Linked DNA regions of Callithrix jacchus: region 2 is linked to region 1. Evidence: chromatin contacts called from public Hi-C data. All regions are on one chromosome and are shown on one strand. Each heading gives the region's core, a stretch centred on a gene start, on an enhancer-like site or on the middle of the called end of the contact. The rest is flanking DNA. Distances are from core to core; before and after follow the strand shown. Region 1 holds the start of LOC118143812. Region 2 overlaps SNX30 (sorting nexin family member 30).

What was found. A called contact is a pair of places that touch in the nucleus more often than the background predicts.
Region 2: a contact with region 1 is called in a Hi-C map of induced pluripotent stem cells, with 2.6 times the contacts expected there. The contact joins the enhancer-like site here to the promoter of LOC118143812 in region 1. A contact is called at or near these places in 3 of 3 Hi-C or Micro-C datasets (induced pluripotent stem cells and skeletal muscle).

The regions. Positions count from the first base shown.
Region 1 is chr1:161,091,990-161,095,201 of calJac240_pri, reverse strand. It overlaps LOC118143812, which reads left to right and starts at 1,695. Exons shown (of 2, transcript XM_078346093.1): 1 at 1,695-2,204. The coding sequence starts at 1,695. It overlaps SNX30 (sorting nexin family member 30), which reads right to left and starts at 1,928. Exons shown (of 12, transcript XR_004728256.3): 1 at 1,541-1,928.
Region 2 is chr1:161,156,118-161,159,329 of calJac240_pri, reverse strand. It overlaps SNX30 (sorting nexin family member 30), which reads right to left. Exons shown (of 12, transcript XR_004728256.3): 3 at 1,483-1,593. Among named protein-coding and RNA genes, the nearest start is that of SNX30, 64 kb to the right of the region's middle. Within about 2 kb of position 1,614, at least 3 of the 16 cell types and tissues checked have an H3K27ac peak or open chromatin away from gene starts, as enhancers often do.

The DNA.
Region 1 (3,212 bases), core at 446-2,945:
CACTTTCTTGCCCAGGCTGGACTACAGTGATGCAATCATAGCTCACTGCAGCCTTGAACTCCAGGGCTCAAGCAATCCTCCCACCTCAGCCTCCTGAGTAGCTTGGACTACAGGTGCATGCCATCATGCCCAGAAGAGAGACAGAGAGAAAGTGTGTGTGTAGCTTGAACTACAGGTTCATGCCACCACACCCAGAGTGTGAGAGAGAGAGAGAGAGTGTGTGTGTGTGTGTGTGTGTGGAGATGGGGTCTCGATATATTGCCCAGGCTGGTCTCAAACGTTTGACCCAGAGCAATCCTCCAGCCTCAGCCTCCCAAAGCGCTGATATTACAGGTGTGAGTCACTGCACCTGGCTTCCATCAGCTTTTTAAATTTTCCTGTTCCTAATGCTTTAGAACTCCCTGCTTTCACAAACTCTCTGCAGAAGGTACATCAAGTCCCACTCTCTAGAGATTCTAAGTGCTCAGTGCCCTTCTGACTGCAAGGCGGACAAATTATATTTTCTCATCCTCATTTTTACTGTATGCTGTCCCGTGCATGCTGTCCCGTGCAGTACAGTAAGGGAAGAAGAAAGTTAGGTCCCCTGTTCCCATTAATTTTGGGACAAGGCGGAATTCATTTAGTATTTTACTAGGGAGAGAAAATCTTGCAAAGGACCTGAGAACAATTCTAGTTTCTGCAATTAGTGACTAAGTGGCGGCAGGAGCGCTTATACAATCACTGCTCAAGTTCCCTTCATAACTGAAATGGCCATGGGGGCAGGGAGGAGGCCGTCCCTTATCCCAGCCTGGACTCTGCGGTCTCTCCAAGCAGCAGGAGGGTTACGCTGCTGTAAGAAAATCTGGAGCCTCCCTCTGTACAAAGAAGGTCAAAGGGCGAGCCTTCTTTTTATCAACCACAAAACCAGCCTGTGCCAAACCTAAACAGAGTGGTAGGCCGTCGGAGGTGAATGGAGCCCCAGACAGAAAACCACAACGAGGTTCTCCAGCCGCCGCTGGCTGGGGTCTGAGTCAGGTGACTCCTCAGGGCAAACAGCAAACCTAAACAAAGATCACTCCCCACATGACTGACTCAGGGGAAGAAGACTCCCGGTAAGCCCAGGGCTGCCCGGTCCCAGCACGGAAAGCCATGAACTCCTGCTTCTGTGCAGTCTCGGGAAACTGGAGGAGCTACAAGTTATGCAGCAGCTCAGCCTACCGGGATGCACCTGGAGAACTCGGGACCCCATCCGAGGACACAGGCGCCCTGCCCTGCACACACGCCTCCCGCCCCAACACGCAGGCGGGACCCCTCCCCACCAGCTGTCACCAGCGCTCGCTATCAGTCACAGCCAGCGAAGCCCATCCCTCTGCGGCTGCGACCCCGCGGAGGCGGCAGAAGAGACGCTTTCGCCGAGGGCTCCGGGGCCAGGGCACGCCCGTCCCGCGGGAAGGGGAGGCAGGGTGGGCGCGGCCCCAGGCACTAGAAGGCTCCGGATCCAACATCCCCACCCCCGGGAGAGCGAAATAAGCCTCCCAATCCCCAGTCCCAGGCGCCCCACCTTGTCACCGAAGCTGCGGGCCATCAGCAGGTCCGGGCTGGGCGTGCTGTCACCACCCACGGCCTCCTCGCTGCTGGAGCCGGCCAGCGGGTGCGGCATGTCACGCAGGGAGTGGGGCCCGGTGGACGGCAGGGCCTTGGGGGGCCCGCCCGCCATGGCGTGCACCGCTCGGGACGCGCCGCCGCCGCTTCCTCCAGCTGCCGGCCGCGGCGGGCTCCCCGAGAACCCCAGGCCGAAGCTCTGCGCCGCCGCCGCTCAGCCCGAGGCCTTGCACCGGCCGGGCCAGGAGCCGCCTCCAACCGCCGGCTGGTCTCTGCCCGCGCTGAGACCCTCCGCTCCGCTCCGCGCCGCGCGCGCCCGAACCCGCCGCGGGTCTACCGGCAGCACCGCCTCGGCACCCAGCCCGCACAGCCAAGCCGCCCACCCGCTCCGGCCCCGCCCCCGAGGTGCCGCGGCCGCCCGGGAGGGGGCGGGGAGAGCGGGGAGGGGCAAGTGGGGAGTGGGGGAGGGACGGAGAGAGAGAGAGAGAGGAGGCGCAGCCCCGCCCCCGCCCGGCAGGAAGTGCGCCCTGGGCCTCTGCGGCTATCCTCCCAGTGTCCAACCTCGCCTCGCGGAGGCCGCCGCGCGGAGGAAATGTCTAACGGAAATCGGAGGTGGAAAAGAGGTTAGAGGAGCCTCTTCCATTCCACTCGCGTTTACTGATGCGCCCACCTGCAGCCAGGCTTGGGGCTGGGGGCTTCCAGGACACGCACAAGAGTCAGGGTCTTCTGGCCTCTAAGGCACGCGCAGAAAGAACCCGAAATAGACGAAATTACGACCCATATCAGAAGAATAGCATAAAAGGCGACGAAGCTCAAAGGAGCCGGAGGACATCGTCTGGGGAACCTGGAACCGGCTTCAAGGAGGCGGTGTGGGGAGTCTTCAGACTCACTATGAGGTCCCCATTGTGTCTTGCTTCTGCAGCTGAGCTAGGTTTGTGTAAAGTCACACCTCAGAACAGCGAGCATAAGTAGAGAGCTACAAATGACATGCGACTCTTCAGCTCACACTTTCGCCAAATACTTTTGAAAGAACCACGAGGTTCGAGTTATTTTTCAGGCATTTATTTGTGCTTCCTTTCCAGGCCTTGGGCTGAGCTGATTCTCAGCTTTATTTGCTGGCATGGTGCAAATAGTCAAGGTGTTACTTCTTTGGGGTGCAAGTTCACCTCCTTTTTCTGCCTTACCTGTCCCTAGATCTTCTGTTTACAAGGCCAAGTCTTTAAAGGGTTCTCAGTCCCTTTAGCAAAGTAATGGGTAGGGAGACATTGTGAGGGACTACATTTTCCCTACCCATTCCAAACTCAAAGGTTTGCCTAGTTTTACCTGCTAAAAGGTGGTGACCGATGTTGACTCTGGAATTCGCTAAGGCCTATACCACAGTTGTCACTAGAAACAAGTGGAAGAGAATGCAGAGAGTTGAAATCTACCCAAAATATCAATCAGAGACTCTGAGCTTCAAAGACCTTCCCCTATTTCCCCTAATGTAATTTATATAGGTTTGGACCCTTAGTCCTCAAGCTATTATCTTTTATCTCCTCCACATGAGTCTGCCTTGGCTGGGAAAAACAGCATTCAAAGGGCACTGGGAACAATTTTAAATGCTGCATCTAAGGAATGCCAAGATCTGGTCC
Region 2 (3,212 bases), core at 365-2,864, 64 kb before region 1:
ATGTTAATACTGGATGTGAGGGTTGAGAATTCACTCTACCACCTTCACAATAATTCTGTAATTCTGATAACGTTTTAAAATGCAGTTTATTTTTAAAAAATTATTCACTAGCTGCCAATTTTGCCACCTTAAGATTCTATTTTAAGAAATATTCCCAACTGTTTAAAAACTACTATTTCCTCTTCAGGCATGTTTTTAAGGGATTAGAAGACAGAAAAGCAAAACTGGAGAGCAGAAAGGGCATGTGGGAAAAAAGGAGATGCTCTGAGAAGAACTGTGTCCCAGGTGAGAGCTATCATTTCTATCACAGTACTAGCAACGTGGCTCTTTTCGCCTTAAAAACTGAGAAAACTGCCAGTGTGTTCACAACATACACTGCCTCTTCTAACCATGGGGAAATAGAGAAGGCTGGAAGATGCAGTGGTAACAGAAAGTTGGTAGTACTGCGAAGTTATCATTCAACAAAGGTTTTTACTGAAAGATAAATCAGCCCCTCTGAATTTTATGACTCAAACCGCCCTAAAGACCCTAAGACCCAAAGAAACATCTGGTGTCTAATCGTTACTATTTCTACTTCTTGTGTGTGTGTGTGTGTGAGATGGAGTCTTGCTGTGTCACCCAGGCTGGAATGCAGTGGTGCAATCTTGGTTCACTACAACCCACAGCTCCTGGGTTCAAGTGATTCTCCTGCCTCAGCCTCCAATGTAGCTGGGACTACCGTCAGGTGCATGCCACCATGCCTGGCTAATTTTTGAATTTTTTGTAGAGAAAAATTTCACCATGTTGGCCAGGCTGGTCTCGAACTCCTGACCTCAGGTGATTGAGCCTCAGGGAGGTTGAAGCAGGTAGATGCTCTGAAGTCAAGAGTTCGAGACCAGCCTGCCCAACATAGTGAAACCCCGTCTCTACTAAAAGCATAAAAATTAGCCAGGCATGATGGAAGGTGCCTGTAATCCCAGCTACTAGGGAGGCTGAGGCACAAGAATCGCCTGAACCTGGGAGGCAGAGGTTGCAGTGAGCCAAGATCGCACTACTACACTCCAGCCTGGGCAAGAGAGTGAGACTCTGTCTCAAAGGAAAAAAAAAGCTGATTTAAATATCATTTGCTCTGGCTCTGTTTTTTAAAAACTGTGCAGATGGAAGCACTAGAGTAGATAAATGTCACGTTGCTTCAATAAACAGAGTTAGGTGGTTTCCTTGTTGGTTTTTTTAATGAAAAACTGTGGTTGGAATGGATTCTATGCTAGATTTCTGCTCCCATGTCTAAGGAAAGCCCAGCCAGACATAAAACGGGCTTAATATATAGCAAATCAGAAACTAAACCCTAAAAGGTAAAATATTATATGCAGTGTCCATTAACATATTTTACATACATTTGCTGGGTGAATCTGGTATAATTTAAGGGGTGAGAGTTGAGTGAACCCCTTCAGGAAAGACAACACAGGACAAGGGAGAAACAAGCTGTGGTGACTTACTACCTACGGGAATGAGATGAGTGGGCTGGGATTCTTCCAGTTTGCTCCTCAACCAGTCAAAATCCTGGTATCTTCGACGAACAGAATATTCTGGAAGGTCAAACTCCACCCGAGTACTCTGCAAATAAGAAGAGAATGGAAAAAAAGTAGGCATAAGGGAATAGCATATCTTGGCTGAAGGGAGGGAAAAAAGCTCTCTTAGAATAACCAAACCAGGCAAGATCACATTTTCCTTCCACCAAACACACCAGCCAAATGGCAGCGTTTACCAACACAGAAAAGATCAGTCTGGGACACTGAGCCCAGTCAAAAATCCCAGGAACTAGAATAAAAATGCCAGGTTTTTTTCCCTACCCTCAGGAAACAGAATTGAACTATCCCCCAGAATTGTTTAGAAACATTTGATTCATTTCCTCCCAGCTTAACTCTAACAATTTCTTTTAGCAGAAAAATTCCACTTAGGATATTGCTACTAAATCCAAATCTGTGAAAAGAAATTGTCTCCACCTTCTGCAAAATACGCTGACAACTTTTGCCAAAGGGGAAATAAACAAAAAGTAAAGATAATAGATCACTGCTCATTGAGGGGGCAGATTAGATGAAAATAGAAAAGCTTTTGCTTAATCTACCAGAACCATGACCTTGAAACTGTTGTATTTTATATGGATAAGAAAAAATCTAGAAATAATCAAAGATGCCAGTGCATTGCAGAAAAATATTAATAATCTCATCCCATTTCCTCAATTTTTAAAGTTTTCTGAAATGTAACTGCAGCAATTTAATAATGAAGACAAATGTTAAATAAAATTAAGTTGATTTATACCAAAACAAGATTTTTACTCATTTATGGGCCCAAACTAAAATCACGTCTCACATAAAGCCATTTTTCCCTAGGAGGGTACAGACTATATGACCGTCATAATTCTCAGAAACTGAAGTTCGAGACAAAAATGGGTCAAGCTATATCTCATAAATTTACTCCTTCAAGCCAAAAGTCTGTTTTAATTCACATCAAGAAAATCTTTAAAGCACATGAACGAGAGTGATTCATCAAAGAAAAAGCTGTGAACAGCTCTGGCATCAAAAATTATGATTTCATCCTCCCCAAAACCTGTGCTCACAGTCTTGCAAAATGGTGACGTTAAAAGGATTCAGTCATGGACTGACCTCCAACTAACTGCACTGTTTCCCCTCTTCAGTCCCACACGCCAGAATATGCCTATGAAACACAACCTTCCCCTGTGTTTGCAAGAGGTGAAGACGTGGGGAAATTCACTCAATGTAGGTATTTGTGACTTATCAGACAATTCTCCCAAAGGAATTAACAATGTAGGACTGGAGAGTGAAAAAAAGACAAGGTTTAAATGCAGAGAGCAAGTCATTGTTGAATTTTCAAGCACAGCATGACAGAAATATTGGGAACATGTGGGCTGATACTCCCATCCCCTCACGGCACAGGCGGAGTGGGAAGGACTCTGTGCCTGTGCAGTTCTTGCATCTCTACCAGATTCCTGACACGTCATGTCACTAAGCCTCCTTGAGCCCTAGGTTCAACAGTAAGAAGAGTTGGGACCAGGCGTGGTGGCTCACACCTATAATCCCAGCACTTAAAGAGTCCAAGAAGGATGGCTCGGCTTGAGCCCTAAAGTTTGAGACAAGCCTGGGCAACACAGTGAGACCCCATCTCTGCAACAAAAACAACAACAAAAAATTAAAATTAGCCTGGTGTGGTGGTAC